Linked DNA regions of Danio rerio: region 2 is linked to region 1. The links are chromatin contacts, called in public Hi-C maps. All regions are on one chromosome and are shown on one strand. Each heading gives the region's core, a stretch centred on a gene start, on an enhancer-like site or on the middle of the called end of the contact. The rest is flanking DNA. Distances are from core to core; before and after follow the strand shown.

Region 1 (6,399 bases), core at 692-3,191:
GTTCTGCATATTTATACCCATTGAATCAAAGTTGACCAGAACTTAGGGATCGTTTTTCTTTAATGCTAAAATTACACTATTAAAAAAATCTTGCTGGACTATTTTTTCTTAGTTGAATCAAATAAAATTTCTGGTTATCTCAACCTACACATATCAATGTAACTGTTAAGTTAAACTTTGTGTAACTTAATATTGTTAAAACCTGTTGTTGTAAAATATGTTACAGTAACACAAAAATTTAAAAGGCATGAGACTAATTGCAAAAATAGACAGAGTGGGTTAATATTTTGATAATTTTAGAGGTAAGTAAATGTAATTTGTGTTGTTATTTAAAACCTTTAATTTTCTTAAATTATTCTTTAAAGATTTAGTTTTAACATTTTCCCAGAGGATCAACCGGAACACTTCACAAAACATGACACCCTTTTTATAATCATATAGAAAATAGTGCACGTCTACACCCATGAATCTCCCCAACATCCCCTCCCCCATAAGTTTTATTTATTCATTTTATTTCCTTATTTGATTTATTTTAATTTAAGTATTTAATTTATGTATTTTTATTGTTCATTTTTTTATGTTATTTTTTTCTGTATTAAGTTACTTTGTGGTTAAACAACAAGAAAAACAAAATGAAAATATCTTTGTTATTGAATACCTACAAGGTAGTTTATCTAGTTTTGTCAAAAACAGGGGTTTTGTCAAAAACATAGGTTTATTTAGAAAACACAAATGTACTTCTTAAATCTAGAATTGATTACTTCATATAATTATAACTATTTGCTTAATACTTTGAATCTATTAAGTTCACTCCTTTGTAGTTTCCTATATACTGAATATTTAAAAAAAAAAAAAAATCACATCAGCCTGCATTTTCTAGAAATATTTTTTTATTTGATAGCTTTATCAGCCATTTCCACAATTTGTTTTAACGTTTAATTGATTAACATTAGTTAATTTATTATGAGCAAACAATAAATAGCTGCTCATTATTTATTAATCTAATTCATTTGAATTAATAAACCGTTCAATGCTATTTCATCTTGGGTCATAAATTATGTTTATTTAAAAAAAATTCCAACTGCATATACAGGAAATACATTAACCACATTAAATGCTGTAATAAAGCTTGCTCATTATTACTTCATGATATCTAATAATGCAATAACAAATGCAGCACAGGCCTGGCTTCAGTTTTCCCGGATATTATATCTGATTTCATCATACACTACCATTCGAAATACTGGGGCTGGTAAGATTTTATAAACATTGTTAAAGCTGGATAAATTTATATTTGTAATAACTATTTGAATGTATTTCAAAATGTAATTGACTGAACTGTAATGGTGGTTTTAGCAGTGCACACAATCCTTTAGAAATGATAGAAATATGCAGATCTTATGCATTTGTTTAAAATAAAAAGCCATTTACTGCCATTTGCATAAAATAGCAAAAAAAAAAAAAAAAAAAAAAAAAAAAAACAGCCATGAATTTGATTATATTAATTTTAGCTAAAATTAATATAATCAAATTCATGGCTGTTTTTTTTATTTTTTTTTTATTTTGGTCTAGACCAAAAGAATGCCAATGTTTTAATTGCGGAAAGGTTAAGAGATTATTATATGTTGCAATGATATATATATAGTATTGCTTTTATCTAACAAGCTGAAAACTGTTATTGCATTACCAGCAGAAATCCACCAGGTGGCAGTAGTTCACCAGAATCCACTGATTTGGACGAAAGCACAAAGTTGCCTCTTGTTTGTCAAAGACGTTTGGCAAACAGCCATTTTTATATTAGTGACATTAAATGTGAGCTAATTAGCACCTGATGTTCTCTTCATTAAGATCACTCACGCAGTCCCACTGAGATACTCTGATCACATTACAGATTGTCAACATTATGCCGAGCTGCTTAATGAAGACCCTCTTCACCACACACAGACACGCGCACACACAAACACACACAAACATGTAAACAAACACAGATTACGTCACGCTGCTGCTTTGCCCTGCTCCTTGAAATCGTGATTTAAATGAGAGGTAAGCCAAGAAAATTTGTATAAATTTGGATGAGTTTGAACTGTGTTTGCTTTATCTTTTCCCAAACGTGACTACTGCGTTTTAAGTTATGGGATGCACTTCCGGTTGGATTGACTTCAATAGGCCTTTTTCACACTTCCTGGTTCCGGTAAGCGAAGCAGTGTACCACAACATCCGGTTTCAATGCGACGGAGCAAGAAAGAATGGCAGGGTCATCTCATCGTTGTGATTGCTGCGTTCCCAGCTGCTCCAACTCAAAAACGACACTCTTACTTTAATGACCACGATCTCCCGAAAGACGAAGGACAGGGAAAATCATGGATGACAATATTAAAGGGGGTTGAATGCCGTTTCAAGTTATATGCGGGAGTACATTCTTATGCTGTATGCACTTCAAAGCGGAGATTATCATGTTTCATTAAAGACTGGTGGTCTATGGTTTATTTTGATGAGTAATTATAATATAGACAAAACTCCAGTTAAACTATCTGCCTTCCACAAACAAGTGCTCATCATGGTCATTAATCTATAAGCATGATTTATCCCTACATTGTTGTTATTTTGGAATAATAGACAGTTCATACAAATGCAAATCTCTTTTTTTTAATTGGTTTGACAGTAAAATTATTTGTTTAGTCAGTTATATAATAAAGATGGTAAACTTTTCTTACAATGAAGTCCTTTATTACAAAATCAAAATATTACAAAACCCAGCAAGTTTTCAACTGTTATTGGTTCAATTCCTGCAGAGATGTTATTCATTTATGTTATTTAGAGGTATTAATAAGACCATCCTTCTGATGCTTCATCTTTTGATATTACTAAATCTTATGTCGGCAAATTTTGTTTTACTAAATACCAAGAGTAATGATAGAGCTATTCATACTCTTTTCCAAAAAGAAATCATTACTGTACCTTATATTCAATTTTATTATATGTCTTTATTAAAGGGTGAATTGAAGAAAAGTGTGGCTGTTACCACAGAAATATCATGTTAGAAATAGAATTAAAGAAATATCCTATAAACTCATCCACAGGTTTTATCCAGCAAAACATTGTTTGCAAAAATTTAAAAGTGGGATTGATGTAAATTGTATTTTTGTAACGAATATGAGGAGACAGTTTTACACTTATTTTGGCATTGTACATAGTCAGCTTATGGGGTGAGTTGCAAAATGTATTAATAATGAAAAAGGTCTATTAAAAACTACTGAAACAAATCATTTGAGATAAATAATAACGTTGTGCTATACATAATAAACTATATCCACAGAGAAAAACTGAGTTAGAGGTCCATGCGCTGTTCTGCTTTATTTCATGCTTCAAAAAAAATAACAAAAGGCCTATGCTTGAGATTTTAATGTGACTTTTTCACAGTCATCTGTGGCGGTTTATACCACTGTGTTTGTTTTCTTTCACATTATTTTGTTTTATTAATCTTTACAATAGCGAAAAATTCTATATACATCTATAATATGAAAAGAAATTTATATGTTAATTCTAATTGTTTTCTTTTAGTATTTGGTATACGAATGAGGTATGCACACAGACTTTTAATTTTCAGCCAGCCAGCCCGATGGCTTCCGGTGAACTGTCTCTCCGTTACAAAATTGCCACGTTTAAGATATGTTTTCTTTAAAAAGAAGTTTTCTTCACTGCCTTTCAGATATTCGATATTAATTTGTCTTAGACTGGACGAGACACACTGCATTTAATTGCATTTTTCCTTGCTATCTATTAAAAATAAGACAGTTTATTTTACCACAGTATTTTGAATGGAGTTTCTGCGCAAGCCTGCTGCTACTGACGAAGTTAACGGTTTCACGGTCTATCAACTTGTTTTATGCTTAACTTAATGAATGCTTAAGTTTATTTACTGATTGTATTACATTTCAATGTTGATGTTGTAAAAGGAACCTTGTGAACTTTAAAATAGTCACAGAAACCTTTCATCGAAAGTTTATCGTTGGCTGAAAAATACTAGTTGTGCATATTGCTCACTTTGAGAAAAATAATGCCGTCCCATTGCACTCAGTAAACCCCCACCCCCCCGCTCCCGCCCCCTAAAACAAACAAACAAACAAACAAACAAAATAAAAAAACAACACTTCATTAATTGTTTACATTTTAATGGAGGTAATCTCCATAGTTCACGCCAAGCATTGTGCAAAATGTTTTTTTTATGTTACTTCAACTTATTTTATTAAGTCAATATTTACTTCACTAGGTGACGCAGTGGCGCAGCGGGTAGCACGTTCGCCTCACAGCATGAAGGTCGATGCGTCACTGGTTCGATCTTTGGCTCAGTTGGCGCTTCTGTGTGAAGTTTGCATGTTCTCCCTGCGTTTGCGTGGGTTTCCTCCGGGTGCTACGGTTTCCCCCACAGTCCAAAGACATGCGGTACAGGTGAATTGGGTAGGCTAAATTGTCCATAGTATATGAATGTGTGTGTGTGAATGTGTGTGTGGATGTTTCCCAGGGATGGGTTGCGGCTGGAAGGGCATCCGCTGTGTAAAAACTTGCTGGATAAGTTGGTGGTTCATTTCGCTGTGGCGACCCCGGATTAATAAAGGGACGAAGCCGACAAGAAAATGAATGAATGAATGAATATTTACTTCATATTTTTAATCAGTTTAACTAATGTAAGATGAGATAATTACATAATTTCATTTGGTTCAACTAAACATTTTAAATGGGTACGTTTTATTTTTTAGAGCGTGTGAGGTTGGAGGAAGGTGGCTAAATAACACACCTTCTGATAATTGTCAGCGTTCTCCCATGTGTCAAACTTTATGTTTTAAATACACAGAGGTAAGTGTGAGCATGCGCTGTGATTGACTCTGTGCTGGAGCTGCGGGACACAGAGAGTCAGTGAGGGTTCAGAAGGGCTGGCAGTCCAGAATCTTTCCTGCTCTAATCGCTCCGGCACCATTAGCACAAATCCATTAGAGCACTCGTTCATTCTCCATCTTCCTCCACCCATCTCTTTAGAGCACCTCTGAGACACACTTACACACACACACACTCTGCACATCACAGCACACTGACAGGTGCATGTGTGGGTTTGTTTTTGTTGCACGTGTGACCGTATTTACTAAACTAGTGACAAATTTATATTTAAAACACACAAACATATATATTTTTAATAAATTTACAATCACCCAATACACTGTAAAAATGTTGAGCTGTTTTAATTCAAATGTAGGTAAAATATGAATTAACTCAACCACAGGGTTAAAGTTTTGAAAGTTGAGTTAAAAATTATTTATAAAATTAACATGCAGTTGGTCTTATCCATATTTTACTCAAATTTGAGTTGAAACAACCCAAGATTTTTAGAATGCACAATTGCTGGATTAATAAATAGATAATGATTAAACTCAAGATTACACAATAATGCTAGGTTCAAACATATAGAAGATTTTTTTTTGCCTGTTACACAGTGTGTCAGATTATATCATGGTCAAAAAGTAAATCAGACGACACACTTCAAATTTTAGGTTCCCATCTTTAAAGATGTCATGAACTCAATTACAATTATACCAAATGTGGCACTAAAAAAATGTTGAAAAATTAAACTTAACTATACTAATGTTCATACTTGGGCTTAGTTGAAAGCACATATCGTATTAAGTAAACAATAAAAAATATATAAATATAAATATTCATATATCATATATATATATATAATTATTTTTTAAATATTTTTTTATTGTGTACTTAATATGATATAATATATGAATAAAAATTATATATATATATATATATATATATATATATATATATATATATATATATATAAATATACATACATACATATATATATATATATATATATATATATATATATATATATATATATATATATATATATATATACATACACATATATATATATATATATATATATATATATATATATATATATATATATATATATATATATATATATATAGTATTTATTAATTTTATTTTTATTATAATTTTTTATTTTATTTTTTAACCAAACATTTTATTTAAAAAAATGTATTCAGGTAATATTGTGAAGATGGAAATTGTGTGGACATAAACAAATTAAACCTAAATAATTTTCAGTTGAATTATTGAATTGAAAAAAAAAACTAAACAAAAAAAAAACAAAGACTAGGACACCTTTATTAGACGGAGAGAGAAAATTATCATTACATTAAAAGTGGCACTAAATGAGTTGGAAAATAAAACTTAACTACACTAATGTTCATGCTTGGGCTTAGTTGAAACACATATCATATTTTATTAAGTATGAATTCATTCATTTATTACTTTAAAAAAATCAAATATATTCAAACCAAATCAACAGTCAGAACAGCTAATGTT
Region 2 (6,430 bases), core at 131-2,630, 210 kb after region 1:
CTCCAATTTCTGTTTAACGGAGAGAAGATTTTTTTCTAAACACATTTCTAATCATAATAGTTTTAATAACTCATTTCTAATAACTGATTTATTTTGTCTTTTCCATGATGACAGTAGATAATATTTTTCTACATATTTTTCAAGACACTTCTACACAGCTTAAAGTGACATTTAAAGGTTTATCTAGGTTAACTAGGCAGGTTAGGGTGATTAGGCAAGTTATTGTATAACAATGGTTTGTTCTGTAAACTATTGAAAAAATATATAGCTTAAAGGTGCTTAAAATTTTGACCTTAAAATGGCTTTTAAAATATTAAGAAATTGCTTTTATTCTAGCTGAAAAAAACAAATGAGACTTTCTTCAGACAAAAAAAATATTATCAGACATACTGTGAAAATATCCTTGCTCTGTTACACAGAATTTGGGAAATATTTAAAATAGAATACAAAATCCAAAGGGGGGCTAATAAGTCTGACTTTAACTGTATATAAACGTTACTTTACTTTTCAATAACAAAATAATTCATTTAAAAAAATGAATATATATATATATATATATATATATATATATATATATATATATATATATATATATATATATATATATATATATATATATATATATATATATATGGTAACACTTTACAATAAGGTTCATTAGTTAACGCATTTACTAACACGAACTAATCATGAACAACACATGTACAGCATTTATTAATCATAATTGAACATTTACTAATGCATTATTAACATTCAAGTCCATGCTTGTTAATATTAGTTAATGCACCATGAGTTAACATGAACTAACGATGAACTACTGTATTTTCATTAACTAACGTTTATTAACATTAATAAATACAGTAGTAAATGTATTGTTCAATGTTTGTTCATGTTAGTAAATGCATTATTTAACATTAACTAATTAACCTTATTGTAAAGTGTGACCATATATATATATATATATATATATATATATATATATATATATATATATATATATATATATATATATATATATATATATATATACATACAATTACATGTAAATAAATAGATTGAATGATTTTTGTGTTTGCAGATTTGTGTGGTCCTATAAAAGTTGGTAAATTTGATTACATTTACACTCATTAATATTTCGCTCTGTATCCAATACTGTTCATGTTAAACTGGCCATAAAGCAGTGTGTCGTGGAGGAGGCTCTTGAGCAGGTCACTCTTAGAGAGCAAGGATGTTGATGGAGGAAAGGCTGTATAACCTCTTCCTTCCTCTGAGCTCAATGGCTCCCCTAACAGGCGACCCGGGGCCTCTTGGTGGAGTAGTTGTCATCGCCTGTTTCCGGTCCGCAAGTGTGGGAAAGTGGACGAGGCCTCCGCTGAACCCCCCGGCCCTTCTCTCAGCCTGCTTCCTGACCGCCGCTAAATATACCGGGCCCTTTGTTCCGCACGGGCCCAAAAATACGCTGGCGCTGACATCAAACATGTTCTTTCCAAGTTCCTCCCGATGGCTTTTTCGGCCACTGACGTTCTTTCCGCTTGGCAACAGGCTTCACTTTTCCTGAATGGTGAGAGGTAGAAGGTATTGGGAAGAGGAAACCAAAGCTACATGAATGTGGCCCTCTGAGTCAGTGGATTATAGGATCTATTGTATAGTGACTGCACAGAAATATATCACAGAATCTTCTGCAGATTCTTGCCTTTATGAGAGTCAACATGCCTTCAATTTAGCATCATTCAATGGACATCGCTAATGCTAATGACATTTGGTCAAATTAAATATCTCCACAGACCTAGTCACTTTTAGGCTGCACTGTAAAAGAACAGTTGTGAGACATGGAAGTTGTATTTTTACAGAAATTGTTAGGATTCATGAGTGTTTTTTTATTTTATTTTGTATTTAGGCTTTTGAATTGCATTTTGGGAGTGCATACTTTCATTTTGATGTTGAAAAGTAACTGCAGCTTAACAAAGTTACAAAATGAAAGCTTTAGTACTGTAGTTTAAAATGGTATATAATCTAAGATGGTCCTTGTAATTATGGTACAAAAACTTGATACTAAACTGGCAGTGTTTTTTTTATTACTATTTAGTTTTACTTCTGAGAGTGTTGTTAAAATGCTAAATAAATTTTACAATGGCGAGGCAGTGGCGCAGTAGGTAGTGGTGTCGCCTCACAGCAAGAAGGTCGCTGGGTCGCTGGTTTGAACCTTGGCTCAGTTGGCGTTTCTGTGTGGAGTTTGCATGTTCTCCCTGCCTTCGCGTGGGTTTCCTCCGGGTGCTCCGGTTTCCCCCACATTCTAAAGACATGCGGTACAGGTGAATTGGGTAGGCTAAATTGTCCGTAGTGTATGAGTGTGTGTGTAGATGTTACCCAGAGATGGGTTGCGGCTGGAAGGGCATCCGCTGTGTAAAAACTTGCTGGATATGTTGCCGGTTCGTTCCGGTGTGGTGACTCCAGGATTAATAAAGGGACTAAGCCGACAAGAAAATGAATAATTGAATGAATGAATTTTTACAATCCATTTTATTCAGACTTTACGTAAAATGCAAAGAAAGCACATTTAGTATAGGACAGCAACGTTAGCAGTTTTTATTTTACTTATACTCAACCAAAGATCACTTCTTAAAGTATAAACAACTGATTTTAGAATTTGACTGTCAAATTTATAGTCAGCCTGAAAGAGACTCTGACCCTAAATAAAGATGTTTGGTCTAGGATTTTTTTTTTTTTTTTTTTTTTTGTCTGCCAGTTGTTTATTAGTTTGGGATTTAGGAAGGAAATATACTTAAAAAAAATACTATAATTATTTCCAGTAGACACACGATTTAATTTCAAGCCGATTTCAAGTGTATTTCATCACATCACAGAGCATCGATTATACATCATTGTTGTTTTATCGCAGAGTAACTAAAGGTTCAAATTGGGTTTGATTTTTTGTTTTCATTTTATTTCTGTTTTCAGTTTTTAAAGTTTTATTATATTTTATGTATTATATTATAAAAAAAAAACAGTTATATGTCTATACAGCTTTTATACATTTCTTATTTAAGGTTTTATTTAATTTAATTTGTCAAAGGTAAATGAAAAATGAGATATATTTCTCTGGATTAATAGCTTGCTGTATAACATAAGATATTTACATTAGGTGTCGCCTACACTATTGCTGACTATTGGAAGGAATGCGTCAATATAGCTATAGTGCACTGGCCATCTGGAGCCTAAGATATATACAAATATAAACATATATCTATGATCGTTAGTTTTCCCAGTGGTCAGTTTGCAAAAAAATTTTTTATTACATCACTTCTATCAATGGAAGAGAATTAATAAAGAGTTAAATTTGATCTAATTGACACATGCTCATGGTCTGTATGCTATATCTAGTGTATATATCTATGGCAGTATAACAGCTATAATAAGAGCAAGTTTTTTTTAATGACTATATCATTTTGTCATTTTTTCTGTTCTGCAGACATATTACTATGTGTTGATTTGCATTTTATTTATGGATATAATATATAATATTTATATATCCTGAGCTAATGTTTTTTAGTAACTCTGACGGTGAGGAAAAGAAGGACACCGGTATAGTCTCGCAAAACTATTTACAGAAATCTTTAATCTTCAAGTTTGAAATATAAACTCATGAGACACTTGGCTTTCAAGTCATATTTTTTTCTAGTTCTTTTTTTTTTAACATGTAACTTCCTTTTTTACCAGATAAAAGTGTCTTCTTTCCAATGATAGCTGATTTGTGTTTGTAGATTAGTGGAGTCAGGAACTGTTCCTATTTAAAGTTAGGTAGGTGTAAATCCCCAAAATTGAATGCTGGCTAACAGGTTGTTGCACGACCGACAAAATCAGCAAGTTTCAGAGCACCGTTAGAGGTCAGAGGAGTGAGGTTTACCTGCATAGCGCTTCACTATGGTCTCCGTTACAATCCTATTATGTAGTTGTTTCTCTGTTTTGTGACTAATATAGAGCATTTAAGATATCTGAAAACGCAACATATGACAATAAAACAGTCGTTCATTCATTCATTTTCTTTTCGGCTTAGTCCCTTTATTCATCAGGTGTCGCCACCGTGGAATGAACCGCTAACTTATCCAGCACGTTTTTACGCAGCGGATACCCTTCCAGCAGCAACCCATCTATGGGAAACATCCACACACACTCATTCACACTCATACATACACTACGAACAATTTAGCCTACTCAATTCACCTGTACCGCATATCTTTGAACTGTAGGGGAAACCGGAGCACCCGGAGCAAACCCACGCAGGAGAGAACATGCAAACTCCACATAGAAACGCCAACTGATCCAGCCAAGGCTCAAACACTGCATTGCCTAAAACAGTCATGAATATTTTTTTATTATATTATACTTTAATAGTTTTTTCTGTTAACTAACAAATGCGAGGTGCAGCTAAAAACGTTGGTTTGTGGTCCTGTTATACATCGTTCCAGAATGTCCCATTTAAAAGACTAAATGGATCTACACTTAACCTGCCCTGAAATGAATGCAGTGAAAAAAACAGTACTCAGTTTTGATAAAAAGCCCTGAATAATTCATCCAGCAGCTCTTTCTTGAATGGATGGCTGGAATTCACCATTCACCATTTCCCTAGAATTTCAGCTCGGATAAACCGTGTTCCCTCCCTCTTGTGTACGTGCCAAAGAAGGAAAACAAGGCTTGACCATCACAGAGGCAGAGACTTCCGGACTGAACCCACCGCCTATTTATGCACTTGCCTTTCGGAAGAACTGGATGTTTCTATTCTTTGCTTTCCTCAGTCTGAGTCACGCATTCAGACTTGTTAAGACCTGGTTATTGGTGCTGTTCGAGCTGAGTAATCATGCAGGGTCTGGTGACTAAAGCATTTCCTTCTCCAATACATCCTCTTACAACATACAGCGTCCTATTTGTGAAACGCATCATTTAAGTTGGGATCCTGTTAGATGACAGGTAACTATTTCCGTTTGCATATAAAAGCAGGATATAAATGGGCCCGCAATTGTAAAAGCATAGCGAAACCGGAACATATCTTGTTTTAATGCTCTCTCTTTTCTCCCACATGAGCATTAGTCTCTATTCTTCCTGATTTCTCTCTCGCTTTACCTCCCAGGTCAGTGATCATGTCCGGTCAAAAACGATGTGCTCAGCAATTTGCAGCATTTCGAAAAAATGCAAGGAATGCAGCAGCGTTTCCTGTTTCCAGCCACCCAGGATTAAACACACCTCCACACAGCTGGTACAGCAGCCTTCGCATTAATCAACCACATTATCAACTGTGCAAAAACACACAGTCCTTCATTGTGCTTTTGAAGCTTATCAATCTCTTCTCATTACTTGAAGAGGTTTGGATATATTTTATTACACAGAGATCACAATTAGGGAATATCAATGATTGTTGCATAAAGAAAGATCACAGTCTCCCACAGCACATCACTAAACTCAAACTAAACATCTCTATACTCATACAGGACATCATCAAACAGACTTCACTAGTCTCTTACAGACATCATTAGTCTTTTAGAGGACATTACTAGACTCAAACAGGACATCACTCAAACTTAACATCTCTAGTCTCACACAGGACATCTCTAGTTTTTCTCAGACGTCACTAGTCCCTCAGAGGACATCACTAAACTCCTACAAGGACATCACTAGTCTCTCATTGATATCACTAGATTCTCAGAGGACATCACTAGATTCAAACAGGACATCTCTATATAGGACATCTCTAGTCTCTCTCAGATGGCACTAGTCTCTCAGAGGACATCCCTGGATGCAAACATTAAATCGACTCAAATGAGACATCCCTATAGTGTCATACAGGACATATCTAGTGTCTCTCAGACGTCATTAGTCTTAAACAGACATCATTAGTATCTAAAAGGATATCATTAGTCTCTAAGAGAACATAACTAGACTCAAACAGGACTTCACTATACTCAAACGGGTAATCTCTAGTCTCTCACAGACATCACTAGTCTCAAGCAAGCACCACTAGTCTCTTACACATAACTAGCCTTTCATAGAGTTCATTAGTCTCTCAGAGGACATCACTAGTCTCAAACAGACATCACTAATCTCTCTCATACGTAACTAGCCTTTCATAGACATCATTAGTCTCTCAGAGGACATAACTAGACTCAAACGGGAATAATCTAGCCTCTCACAGACGTCACTAGTCTCAAACAGATATCTCTAGCCTCTATTAGACGTAACAAGTGTCTCACAAACATCCCTGGGCTCTCTGAGAACATTAATGGACTCAAACAGGACTTCACTAGTCTCAAACAGACACCACTAGTCTCATATGTAACTAGCCTCTCATGTAATTAACCTCTCATATACAGTATTAGTCTCTCAGAGGCCATCATTAGACTCAAACAGGACACTTCTAGACTCAAACAGGACATCTCTA

What was found. Hi-C and Micro-C count contacts between places; a contact is called where the count stands out from the background.
Region 2: a contact with region 1 is called in a Hi-C map of embryo, with 3 times the contacts expected there. The contact joins two enhancer-like sites. A contact is called at or near these places in 5 of 18 Hi-C or Micro-C datasets (caudal fin, embryo and fibroblasts).

Annotation. Positions count from the first base shown.
Region 1 is chr21:41,513,735-41,520,133 of GRCz12tu, forward strand. No RefSeq gene overlaps it. Among named protein-coding and RNA genes, the nearest start is that of klf5l, 60 kb to the left of the region's middle. Within about 2 kb of position 1,942, at least 5 of the 62 cell types and tissues checked have an H3K27ac peak or open chromatin away from gene starts, as enhancers often do.
Region 2 is chr21:41,727,556-41,733,985 of GRCz12tu, forward strand. No RefSeq gene overlaps it. Among named protein-coding and RNA genes, the nearest start is that of pou4f4, 110 kb to the left of the region's middle. Within about 2 kb of position 1,381, at least 24 of the 62 cell types and tissues checked have an H3K27ac peak or open chromatin away from gene starts, as enhancers often do.